Regions from separate parts of the Mus musculus genome. Here region 1 is linked to region 2. The links are chromatin contacts, called in public Hi-C maps. All regions are on one chromosome and are shown on one strand. The core of a region is the stretch at or near the end of the contact, and the rest is flanking DNA. Distances in the headings are between cores, read along the strand shown.

Region 1 (2,830 bases), core at 304-2,803, 4.8 Mb after region 2:
CAGTTAGGCGAGTATTATTTTTAAGATCATATATAATTAGGAGTATGGTTAATTTAATCCAAGAAACCACAAAGCCTCAGACCACTGATTTCAGACTCACCCAATCTGGACATCACTGGCCACAAGGAGGCTCAGGCAGTCCAGGCTTCCAACCTTTGCTGCCTTGTGGAGTGGAGTTTCTCCCAAGACATCCTGTAAGACAAGACTGCACATTAGGGTCTCCCTAACATTCTGTAGAAGCCAGTGGGCAAAGTAATACCAGCTATTTGAGGGAGCCAGTGAAAACTACCTTGTAACAACTGGATTATTCCACTAATTGTATTTTTCATGAAGTTCTCTTGCTGTGCTAATACAAAGTTTCCATTAATAAAAACATGCCATCATATTTGCACACATTAAAAAATTAAGGGAATGCCAGCACACTATAGAGTTCTATAGAAGCCAAAGGTTTACAATTAAAAACTTCGTCACACTCTAATGAAGATGAAGACTACTGGAAGAATTGATGGTGGGCATGTTTCCCACATACTATTTCCTGGTTGACTGGAACTTGGACAATAGCAAGTACTTTTAAAAGTACAGTAAATACATGCTATATATATATATTTGAAATGTGGTTCGACTTCACTGAGCTATGCCATAAAAGTAAAATACACACTGAATTGGGAACCGTGGTACAAGAGCAAAATAAAATACACATAAATCATTGCTGATATAATTACATACTGAAAGAGTATTTGGGATTAGATTATTAAAAGAAATCCCATGGCTTGTTTTTGTTTTATTAATGTGGATACTAAAAAGTTCCAAGTTACCATCTTGCAGTATGTATTTTTCTCCTGGAAATTCCTATATGCCTGTTTATACCAACTGAAACGGACATCTAGGAAATGTCCGTGCAGACACTGGGTGGAGGAGAGGGTTGTACATAGCAACAATCGGTTACCTAGTTACCTGTTGGTTGAGGTCAGCACCTGTTTGCAGCTGCCAGAGAAGAAAGCACGCAAGGCCGCCACCTGCAGCTAGGTGAGCAGGCGACTGCTCCTGGGGATCCGGAGGTGCGTTCACTGATGCTCCTGTCTCCAGCAAACTCTTAAGGTCATCCTCCTGCAGGAAAAGAACAGCTTGTCACTGTCCTGTCCCGCTCGAGCCCTCTGAGCTGAAAATCCACCCCTCCACGGAAAAAAAAAGAAAACAAGATCTGACAAGGTTTGACTTGGTAACCCAGCAGTTTGTCACTGTCACGTTTGTTAGAGCTCCTAAGACACACAGACCTCTGGGAGATCTAGCCTGCAGGACTTAAAGGGGCGAGAGTCTCACCTCCAAGTTGCAACTAAGCAACAGCATCGCCCACCTAAAGCAGATGACAAGTGTCCCCGGGAGTTCAGAGAGGCAACACTGGCCGGTAAGAATGCAAGGGACTGCCCCAGTTCGGGAGAATTTAAAGCTCTCGGGAACCTGCAGGGCCGCGGCTCCTCCCCGCCGCTCCCCAGCCTGGGAGCGTTCCCACGGCCTGGTTCTGCCCAGCGCGATGTCCCCAGCCCCGCTGCGGCCTCACGTACCCAAACACTGACATGTGCAGCCTGGAACCCCAAGCAAAAGAGGAGGGGGCGGAGCCTGCTGCGCGGCCTGCCAGCTGATTGGCCAGGCCGACCTCCCCCTGGGTCCGCCCTGTTGGGAGCGAAGCCCAGGCGGCCGCAGCACGCGTGCGCAGTGAAGGTGGTGGGCGAAGAGGGTGGAAGGCCTGGCCTTTGCGCTTTGGCGGCGGCCATGATGCGAGCCGAGCTAGGCACGTACTGCTGGGTGGAGTCAAGCCCTTTTAGCCCTCTGGAGAAGCCGCAATCGCCGGTGCATGGCTTTGTGACTGAGAGCACGCACGTAGCCCGGAAAAGAGGGAAGCAGAAGTAGCCCACACCCATCCACCCCCGCAGGCCCCGCGTCCTCCACCTCCAGCTTGGTCCGAAGGTGCTTCCTCCTGCCCCACGTCCTCCGCCGCCGCGCGCGCCGCAGGATGCTTTGGAAGGGGATGCAGCGGTGGGGCGTTAGAGGGCATGTCGATGAGACTGTGACGGAGGGTTTACCATAGGAGATGCTCTCCCAAACCCAGTGAATTACCTATCAGTCAGTGTTGCCTTTGTGAGCAAGGTGGCAATTCCTGTGAAATAAGCCACCCATTGTCACACGTCCCCTGAGGGTCCGAAACCCGTCCTGGTTCCGGCAATAGCTAGTAAATACAAGGAGTTTGCCAAGGGGATGGCCCTCACTCCGGTTATTAGGAATAATAAGAATACGGAAAGGAAAGAACAAAAGATTACCGTGAAGAAAGCAGCCAAGTGATTTAATGTTAGTGATGTGATCTGCTGACAGCATGAACCCCTGCGCTAGGACATGAGAAGGGCTTCATCAAAACCCAGAACCCAAATTAGAGCATCAGATAAGCCTGAGGAACAAAAGGACTCTTCCCAGGATACTACTACTCAAAGCCTTGAAGTCAGTAAAGTCTGAGAAGCAGACCAAAAGAAACAATAATTTAGGGTGAGATTTTAAAACAAACATGGCATTACTGGTAAAATTCATGACAATGTAATAACTGCAAAGTTTGAATTCCTTTTCATGAACCCTGTTGACTTCTGACTGTAGTTAAAGTTAATGGTAGCAGGTGAAACATAGAGGTAAGAAACTATTAACAGCTGGTTAGACATCAAATAACATGTAGAGTTTACTTGACACAGAAGACCGTGTCGCTTAAAATAGTCTATGTTGTGCTTCTTCCTGTAAATCTTAGCTCCTAAGGAAGTTTTATTTAAATATTTGGCTTCCCGTTTTAATG
Region 2 (2,898 bases), core at 120-2,619:
CTAGGTTCAATATCCACTACCCGGCTGGGTGTGTAGCTCAGTTGACAGAATGTTTGCCTAGCATGCATGAAACCCTGGGTTTGATTTCCAGCAGTGTACTGATTCATTTCCTTAAGGTATCGTATGTTTTTATGTATACAAGCTACATTGAGGTGGAATGCTACACTTCAGCATTCCACAAGCAGAAGGATCTGAAGTCAGAGATTTGAGGCCAGCCTGAGATACAAGAGACGTTGCCTCAGAAACAGGATAAAAACGAATACAGAAGGCTATGGACACAGTAGTAAATTGCCCTGGGCAGGAAGAGTTTAGTTGATAGGAACCGTGGTGCTCTGAGAGAGTTGTAGTATTTTGTTTTGTAAACAATTTGTTGGTAATTGTGTGGAGCAATTTATTGTGGAAAAACAGAAACCTATTCTTTCTCAATTACATTATTTTACATTTAAAAAAATCCTATTTTAGACATTTAGAAGCTGTCTAAAAACAGAATGTGTATGCATGCAACTAAAATCGACAGGTAGTCTTAACTTCGGAGCCTGGCATATTGAAAGCCTTGCAACTTAAAAAAAAAAAGTTTTGTTTTGTGCTGTTTTTATGACACTATTTATCCATTTATTAACCTTAACACAGCCGTTAGCAAGAATATAAATTAAACAGGATTTCAAAGACTATCCGTTCAGCGAAAATTTCACAAGATTAAACTCTGTTTACAACTACTTCTTTCTACCAACAAAGTAGCGGGACAGCGTTCCAAGTGGCAATGACCACTGACAATCTTATTTATGATTCTTCCACCGACTAAGCACACATGACATACTGATTTAATATCCTTGCTAAAATTAGGGGTTAGATTGTAAAGGCTCATCAGTATCCTTCGTGATAGGAAAGTGGGTAGGAATGCACTACAAGGGTTCCCAGTCTTCCGGTCTCCATCTGGAAGCTCATGCCTCCACAGAAAATTAGAAAGCGCCCGGAGACTTGCAGTGAGCTAAAGCACTTATAAACCCCACAGGCCTCAAGCCTTAAAAAACACAGCGGAGCCATCTGGCAGGCGCACAGCACACTGGGATTTGTAGTTCCGTTTCTTTTGGCTACCCAGTTGAGTGGGCATTCTGGGATGTGTAGTTCCCAGGTTGTTCGTCTGCACAAATCTTTTCCTGACTAGAGGGGCGGTACGTGACTCCACGGAAGGCCCGAGCGTCACGTGACTCAGGTCACCGCACGCCCGGAGTTCGCACTGCGGCTCCAGCCCCGGCGAGTTCTCGCCCCCGCGCAGCCGTTGCCGAGGAGACCGCGCTCGTCTCGCGGAGCGTTGCGCCCCCCCCCCCCTCTGCAGTTCCCCCGCCCCCCACTCTTCTCCCACCACAATGAGGTCCTAAGATGGCGGTGGCTGCGGCGGTTGGCGCCTAGTTAGCTAATGTAGAGAAGGCGGCCATTGGGGCTTTGGGCAGTCGAGGGGGATTTGTGGGCCTCCCTTCCGCGGTCTTGGAGGAAGAACCGCTGCCGGCGGCGGCTCCTGGAGGGGCGGCCGACCGCCACTCGGCCCTTGGCAGGAGGGGCGGCTTCGTTTCCAGGTAACGCGGCCCTGGGCCACCGCGGGCCGGAGCACAGGGTGGTTCGAGGCGGGCGCGGCGCTGGAAGCGGCCTGGGGCCACGCCTGCCCGTTTTAACTCTGAGGTCCCATGGCTGCGCGATCCTTCCCCACCCCCAGGCTGTCATCGGCTCCTCTCGGCGCCGACTGACACGCTAGCTCTGGCGAGCGTCTGGGACGACGCTGGCTGGCGCCTCCACGATCTTGGGGCGTCCCATGTGAGGACCGCTCGCCCGGTGCTGGAGATTTCACCCCCCTCCAGGGTGGAGGGGAAGGTTGCCTTGTAGTTCGGGGTGATGAGTTCCGAAAGAAACTGGCCTTGGCGGCCCGAGGCCCCGGGGACCGCCATCCCTCCCAGCCCACCCGCCGAATTCCATCCTGGGAGGGGTCCCGGGCGGCCCGGATCCTCCTGGGTGCAGAGAGTCTGTGGCCCGGGAGTTTTCTGCGGTCCCTTTTATTCTTGGAGCAGGAAGGCCCCTGGAGGCGTTCCTGACTCCTGCTAGTAGGTTCTTTTCGCTAAGAAAATGTTAATTTAATAATCCTTCTCCGCGCTCCTCCCACTGCCCCTTCTTCACCCCTTCGGGAAGATCCAGTTTCTTTACATCTAGAATGGGTGGTGGGGGGGCGAGGGGGAGACTGGGGATGGGTGGGTGGGAGGGAAGCGAGATGTCCAGTGGGATTCTGGCAGCCTGGCTTGCTTTGCAGAGACTGCTGTTAAGGATTAGGTGTTCGGCCCCCCTGTGGGGGCGTCTGCGTGAACCAACTTTTCCTCTCGCGCTAGCCTGGTCCAAACCCAAAACAAAACACAAAACGTTTTTTTCCTCCCCTTTCTTTCATGGCGGTATTAGGATTGGTGTGGGAACTACGGGTGACAGATCGTGCTTTGGCGCTTAGAAGAAGCGGGCTTTCTGGGTGCCCCTACCGCCTCCTACCCCCGCCCCATAACCGCTTTCCAGACCCCGCCTTCGGTGTTCTCTGGTTACTAGAGCCGGTGTTCAAGAGCTTTTTGTGCACCTGCTTCTGCCTTTTCCCTATCACCTTCCTGGTCAGGGCCACTGGCTGGCGTCGTTAATACCGAATTTCGCACTTGAAGGTACACCTCGGTAAATGTAGTTAAAAAAAAAAAAAGAATTCTCATGCCTAAAGCTTTTTTAAAAAATAAGAGAGTAACAAGTTCTTGAATAGTTTGAGTAACAGGGATTTAATGACTTAATCAGGAGAGTACATTTTCTTCAAGGGTCTTTAGATGGCAGCTGCGGGCTATTTTCATTATATTCCAAAGTGAGTGTTAACACCCAAAGCGTTTG

The links. A called contact is a pair of places that touch in the nucleus more often than the background predicts.
Region 1: a contact with region 2 is called in a Hi-C map of CD4 T cells, with 6 times the contacts expected there. The contact joins the promoter of Ankrd37 here to the promoter of Pcm1 in region 2. A contact is called at or near these places in 1 of 39 promoter capture datasets (pre-B cells) and 3 of 484 Hi-C or Micro-C datasets (CD4 T cells, CD8 T cells and regulatory T cells).

The regions. Positions count from the first base shown.
Region 1 is chr8:45,998,297-46,001,126 of GRCm38.p6, forward strand. It overlaps Ankrd37 (ankyrin repeat domain 37), which reads right to left and starts at 1,554. Exons shown (of 5, transcript NM_001039562.1): 1 at 1,321-1,554; 2 at 955-1,107; 3 at 101-192. The coding sequence starts at 1,347.
Region 2 is chr8:41,238,390-41,241,287 of GRCm38.p6, forward strand. It overlaps Pcm1 (pericentriolar material 1), which reads left to right and starts at 1,370. Exons shown (of 38, transcript NM_023662.3): 1 at 1,370-1,574.